2 separate regions of the Sus scrofa genome follow, and region 2 is linked to region 1. The links are chromatin contacts, called in public HiChIP or PLAC-seq maps. All regions are on one chromosome and are shown on one strand. The core of a region is the stretch at or near the end of the contact, and the rest is flanking DNA. Distances in the headings are between cores, read along the strand shown. Region 1 holds the start of HMGCL (hydroxymethylglutaryl-CoA lyase, mitochondrial). Region 2 holds the start of CNR2 (cannabinoid receptor 2).

Evidence for each region. HiChIP or PLAC-seq counts read pairs in DNA pulled down with a chosen protein or histone mark.
Region 2: a contact with region 1 is called in an H3K27ac HiChIP or PLAC-seq map of alveolar macrophages. The contact joins the promoter of CNR2 here to the promoter of HMGCL in region 1. A contact is called at or near these places in 1 of 5 promoter capture datasets (liver), 15 of 47 Hi-C or Micro-C datasets (alveolar macrophages, blood, brain and 9 more) and 1 of 2 datasets of contacts at active chromatin or transcription factors (alveolar macrophages).

Annotation. Positions count from the first base shown.
Region 1 is chr6:81,628,858-81,632,185 of Sscrofa11.1, forward strand. HMGCL (hydroxymethylglutaryl-CoA lyase, mitochondrial) reads right to left here and starts at 1,597. Exons shown (of 9, transcript XM_005656051.3): 1 at 1,469-1,597. The coding sequence starts at 1,552.
Region 2 is chr6:81,690,969-81,694,296 of Sscrofa11.1, forward strand. CNR2 (cannabinoid receptor 2) reads right to left here and starts at 1,582. Exons shown (of 2, transcript XM_021095532.1): 1 at 1,429-1,582.

The DNA of each region.
Region 1 (3,328 bases), core at 347-2,846:
AAAGAGGAAGAAACAGCCTCAGAAATACCCCAGTTCACCCAGTAGGAAGTGAGGAAGTTTGGACTTAACTGTCTGCTTCTGACACCAAGTCTATGCTAGTAACCTTGAACCTACTACCTACCACCATCTCACTACACCAGGAATTTTTTCAAAGCACATTTACATCCACCATCTCATTTAATTTTCTTAACTTGGCAAGTTGGAATTACTAGCTTTTCTGGCACATGAGTAGTTGATGGGGGAGGGTGGCCTAGGAGACACTGAAGTGGTTTTCTGAGAGGGGCCCATTGCCAAGACAGTGAAATTTTTACCACTATACAGTTTTTTTGTTTTTTTTTAATTTTTTTTTTTTTTTTTTTTGGTCTTTTTGCTATTTCTTTGGGCCGCTGCTGCGGCATATGGAGGTTCCCAGGCTAGGAGTCGAATCGTCGAATCGGAGCTGTAGCCACCGGCCTACGCCAGAGCCACAGCAACGCGGGATCCGAGCCGCGTCTGCAACCTACACCACAGCTCACGGCAACGCCGGATCGTTAACCCACTGAGCAAGGGCAGGGACCGAACCCGCAACCTCATGGTTCCTAGTCGGATTCGTTAACCACTGCGCCATGACGGGAACTCCCAACACTATACAGTTTTAATTCCTTCTAAACTCTAAGGCAACAAAATTCATCGATCACTCACGGGCCTAGAACAATGTCAAATGCTTTACCTACATCTTCTTTAATCTCCAAACCCACACTGAGGTAACATTTTTTCATGCTATAGTTCAAGAAAAGGGGTTTAGAGACCTGTCACTCAACCTAAAAAAGTGGCGTCATAACCACTGGCTCACCACAATTTTTGAGCTTTAACCAACACAGTGTATTCAACCCTTTAAACGATTAGGTCCACTCACTGAGCATGGGAAAGAAGAGGGAAAACATCAGGACACAATTCCAAGGTAATCACACTTAGCCCCACATGATCCAAATCCTGCTCTGCACCCTGGAACAGCTCGCCAAGCGTCCCCAAACGCAACAAGAGCTGGAAATGGAGACGGACAGAGGGGGATAACCTTGCTTTTTCCACTGGCAACGGACAGAGTATTCACGATTTTCACTGTGTCACTTTAGTCTGAAGTTAAAGTTCAATCGGACAGAGAAAGATGCCAGAGACACCAGGAAGAACCTAAGCCAGGGAATTAGGACGTCTGGGATGGCGTCTCAGGTCCTGACAACCTGGACAAGTCGCTCCCCATCTCTGGGCCTCAGTTTCCCTATGCCCCTCAAGAGCTTTGGGCGGGACAGACAGGGTTCAAGACGCCGAGGCCCTCTGTGAAAGAGCTGTCGGCCTTCGCCTTTCACAGACCAGCCGCTACGGGTCAAGCCCCCGACCTTCACCGTCAAGGTGCCTTCAGGACCGCCCCCGGGCGGGTCGGGGCACTTACAGCCCGAAGGGATGCCAAGCCCACCAGTCTCCGTAGCGGCACCTTTCTTACTGTCGCCATCTTGCCCCAGCTTCCCCCGCGGCTGCCCAGCAGAGGTCCGCGCGTCCCCCTTCGCCAGCTGGGCATGGCCCCGCCCCCAGGCGGGGCCTCTGGGACGACGTGGTGACGCACTACGCTGGCTCCGCCCCCAGCCTGTCTAAGTTTTTCGTCTTTTCTGACGCTCTTTGTGTGCCAGGCGAAGTGAGGCGCTAAGACTATAAAGATGAACAAAAGTTAACCAAAGTCTCTGACTTCAGGGGTTTGTAGTCTAGGGGGTATGGGGAGACAGATGTTAACAATCACGCAATTATAAGATGAAGCGTTACTATTTGCCATGCACTGTTCTGAGTTGTTTGCATATAATAATTCATTAATCATGATCTTTGGGACTCAAATGCAGGCAGTTGACTCAAGAAAGAGAAGCGTCCTTTGATTTCACACCTCGAAGAATAAGTAAGATTTACCCAGGTAAAGAGGATACAAGAAGAATTTTCCGGACAGAGCATAGCATTATGCAAAGGCCCCTAGGCAAAGAAATTGAATGTTTAGAGCAGCGTTTTTCAAAATTGAATGCCTGTGACCAGTGTTGTACCCCATTGGTCATAAAATCAATTTAGTGGGTACTTTTTAAAAAATCCTTTTTTATTAAAAGCTTTAAAAAAATCAGGAATCCACATTGGATTTTGTTGCTTGTTTTTTCTCTAGTGGCTTATTAAATAAATAGTACTTTAGTAGGTACTTTTTTTTTTTTTTTTTGGTCTTTTTAGGACTGCACCCGCAGCCTATGGAGGATCCCAGGCTAGAGGTCTAATCGGAAAGCTGTTGCCGCCGGCCCACGCCAGAGCTACAGCAACGCCAGATCCGAGCCTCGTCTGTGACCTACAGCAGTGCCAGATTCTTAACCCACCGAGTGAGGCCAGGGATCGAACCTGCAACCTCATGGTTCCTGATCGGATTCATTTCCGCTGCACCACGACAGAGAACTTCTTTAGTGGGTACTTTTTAAAAGAAATAGCATAGGAGTTACTGTTGTGGCTCACTGGGTTAAGAACTCGACTAATATACATGATGACGTGGGTTTGATCTCTTGGTCTTGCTCAGTAGTTTAAGGATCTGGTGTTGCTGCAAGCTGCAGCGTAGGTTGCAAATGTAGCTCAGATCTTGCTGTGGTTGTGGCTTAGGCTGGCAGCTGCAGCTCTGATTTGACCCCTAGTTGGGGAACTTCTATATGCCACAGGTGTGGCCATAAAAATAAATAAGACAAAATAAGTAGGATAGAAAATATCGCAGTGCATTGTATAAATAGAAATCTAAGTACTGCTTTACAAAACTTCTGTTATTACACAACAAACTAGGTTGCACTGTAAAATTTATTACTGTAGGCTGCAATTAGAAATTTCTGAAAATATTGCTTCAGAAAGATGAAAAGAAGGCTAGAAGGACTGGAGAGCAGGAGGGAGTTAAAACGGGACTTCCTACTAAGATGAGAGAGATTGGCAGGGACTATACCAGGGGGCTTTGGAGAACATGTTAATAACAGCTATCCTTACAGCAATGCATTTGAAGGATTCTATGCAGGAAGATATGATCAAATTTGCATTTTGTAAATAGTCACTGTGGCTCCTGGGTGTATGGATATCCAACTGGTGAGTGAACTGACTGGCATTCTTGGGAGGAGCAGAAAAGGCACTGTCCCTGCTTTCAAGGGGCTCAGATTTTAGCTAGGGAGAAGATGAGACATGATTAAGTCTTTTGTTATGCTTCCAAAGCACAAAAAATATCCTCCATCATAAGTTAGAGCACTACTGGACAGAATCCTCAAGCCTGCAGCCAGAAGACTGAACTTGACCCCAAAGTACTACC
Region 2 (3,328 bases), core at 332-2,831, 62 kb after region 1:
TGGCTGAGGCCCATGCCATCTCCCGGGGCCTCCCCCAATTCCTCCCTAGCCCCTCCTCCAACTCAATCCTGGTCTTCATGCCTGGAAGATGTCTGCATGCCACCCATACTAGGGCAAAACAGCCTGTGGCCTTATCTATCCTCATCTCCAATCCAGAGCAAAGGCAGGTGGGGTGAAGAACAGAATCTCCTCTGCAGCCACTCCCAATGCAGGTACCCCCATCCCGGAGCCAGCGTCATCCAGTCAACCCTCCATGAGCCTGAGTGATGGTCTCGGGCCCAGGTTTTCTTGGAAGAGAAGTGGCGTGATTTGTCTAAGGCCCTAGGGTTACTAGAGGCAGCCCTGGGGTTCACACCCAGACACTGGCCCCAGTGCACATGTGTCAGCACTACTGTTCCCTGAGTGGAACCTCCAGGGAAGTGGACCCTGGTCTTCTGAGTCTAGCGTGGACTAGACCACATTACACTACCGAGATGCCCCAACTGGGCAATCCGTGTCTCTCTGTGCCTCAGTTTCCCCATCTGTAAAATGAAGGCCAGGACTCACCAGGTGATCTCTTCGAGCCCTAGTCTTTTGGGGTTCTTTCCTGGCCACCACCTGCTATTCAAGCCTGTACCTTGTAAGGCAGGATAGCCTTGTGGTCAAAGAGTAAGTAAGCTGTGGAGCCAGATGCCGAAGTGCAAGCCCAGCACCCTCACTTCATGCCCTTGTAACATCAGGTAAGTAGCTGAGGCCCCGTCTGCCGAGCGGGGAATGATAATAGCACCTACTGTAGACAGTTGTGAGGATTAAATAAATTTAATCATGAAAGGCCCTTAGAGTAGCACCTGGCACATGTGAGGCTGTCTGCGGGCTGTGAGCATCACCTTCTATCCTAACTTTGATAGACATGAAAGCCGAGGGCTGATTCTTGACCTGTCTGAAGGTAGGGATTGGACCAGCCCTGTGCCTTCCAGTGCTGGCCCTCAAAAACCTCAGGAGGCCTCACGGGACATCCATCTCCTGGCCCCTGGCAGGCCCACCCAGCTTCTCCCAACCCTGGAGGGAAGGGGTAAGTTAAGAACACAGGTTTTCTGCAATGAGGAAGGATCCCCAAATAAAACAGCAAGAGGGAGTTCCCGTCGTGGCGCAGTGGTTAACGAATCCGACTAGGAACCATGAGGTTGCGGGTTCGGTCCCTGCCCTTGCTCAGTGGGTTAACGATCTGGCGTTGCCGTGAGCTGTGGTGTAGGTTGCAGATGCAACTCAGATCCCAAGTTGCTGTGGCTGTGGCGTAGGCCAGTGGCTACAGCTCTAATTCGACCCCTAGCCTGGGAACCTCCATATGCCGCAGGAGCGGCCCAAGAAATAGCAACAACAACAACAAAAAGACAAAAAAAAAAAAAAAAAAATAAAAAAAAAAATAAAACAGCAAGAAAAACTACTCACCGTTGTTTGTGGCTGAGCTCCCTGACCCTGCTGGGTGTTGAGGAGTCCTGGCAGTTGTGTGGCTAAAGCCTGGCCCTAGGGCCCAGCCAGAGCTCCTGTTGGACTGCTGCCCCCAAACCAGCTGTCTCTTGCTTTTGCTTTCTCACAGATGAGTGAGTGTGGCCTTCCGTCCCTGTCACAACTTCCCCTCTGGGTCCCCAGTGCCACAACGTTCTTGCCCTTGGAGTTGAACTGTTTTTCATGGGGATCTCTGACCAGGGTATTGTCCTTGGAGCTGCGGGATTTGGGTTCTAATCCAGCCAGTTCTTATGACCTTAAGCAATTCACTTAACCTCCCTAAACCTTAATTTCTTCATCTGTAAAATGGGGATAAGGCACTAGCCTGGTACAGATCACCTAGAATGACATTCCATACGAATGCCTCTACCCCTCCAGATCAGAGCTTTGAACCAGATGCATTCAGGCACCAGGCAGATAACATAAATGGGTGAAGAGTGCCGGTGTGGGGCACCAGGGAGTGGTGCAGGCTGTGGGGAATGGGGAACACCCCTCTCAGCTCCAGGGAAGCCTAGCCCCTGGGGAGTGCAGGCCCAATTGCCAATGGTCAAAGCATTTGAAAGATGGGCCACATTTTCCGAGACTAGAAATCCTGACTTTTATGTAGTGGCTTCCAGTCTTAGAAGGTTGCCCACAAAGTCAAATCTTTAAAAATACTGTGTAGGGGAGTTCCCCTGGTGGCTCCGTGGGTTAAGAACCCGACTCGTATCCATGAGGATGTGGGTTTGATCCTTGGCCTCGCTCAGTGGGTTAATGATCTGGCATTGCATGAGTTATGGTGTAGGTCGCAGGTGCCGCTTGGATCTGGCGTTGCTGTGGCTGTGGTGTAGGCCAGCAGCTATAGCTCTGATTTGACCCCTAACGTGGGAACTTCCATATGCTGCAGATATGGCCCTAAAAAGACAAAAAAAAAAAAAAAAGAAAGAAAGAAAAGGACTGGGAATCTGGGAATCTGGGTTCCAGGGTGGTTCTGCCACTGCCTGGCTATGTGATAAGTTACTTCCTTTGGCCTCGATTTCCCTACTCCTAAAATGATAGGTGCTTCTGCAACGTCCAATGGATCTGAATCACCTGAAGGGCTTGTGAGAACAGATTGCTGGCCCACACCACCCCAAGTTTCTGACCAAAGTATTGTGGGGCGAGACCCGGGAATCTGAATTCTTAACAAGTTCCCAGGTGATTCTGTTGGTCCTTGGACACATATTCGGCAGCACTAGACAAGATGATGGTTAAGGGCCCTTTTTGCTCAGTTGGTCCAGAATCTCCAAGTCTCCTGGGTACCCTGGGTAGGGCTGATGGGACCCACACAGGAAGTCTGTTCTCCTTTTCCCCACGGGAGCTTAGTTGCACCTGCATGGGATGGTCAGGCGTCAGTTTTCTCAGTTCCTAGCGGACAGTCGGCTTCCCCAGTCCTTGTTCTGTGAGATGCTGCCATCTACTGGATGCATCTGCCCATGGTTGGGCCCAGAGCACCACCACACTTGGGGCCTGATTGAAGAATGAAACTTCCTGGGCGGTATCTCTCCCGTCAAGCCTCAAGGAGGCAGCTTCAGTAACATCTAGGCCCTCTGAACTGTTCAGATGACTCAGTTTCCAACATAGATGCTGGCGCCTGAATTAATTTGGGACAATGAGAACAAAATGCTCTGGCAAGCAATGTGAGATATTCTCATCAAACTGTTGCTATTTTCTGCTTTTAAAAACCTGACATACCATTATCTTAATTTACTAAATGCAGATATTGGTGGTGATATTTAAGTGGACATGTATTTGTGTATATTTACAAATTTTTACTCCAAGCATCCTTTTAGATGGCTGCATAAGGCAGGCTTAAAACATGGTG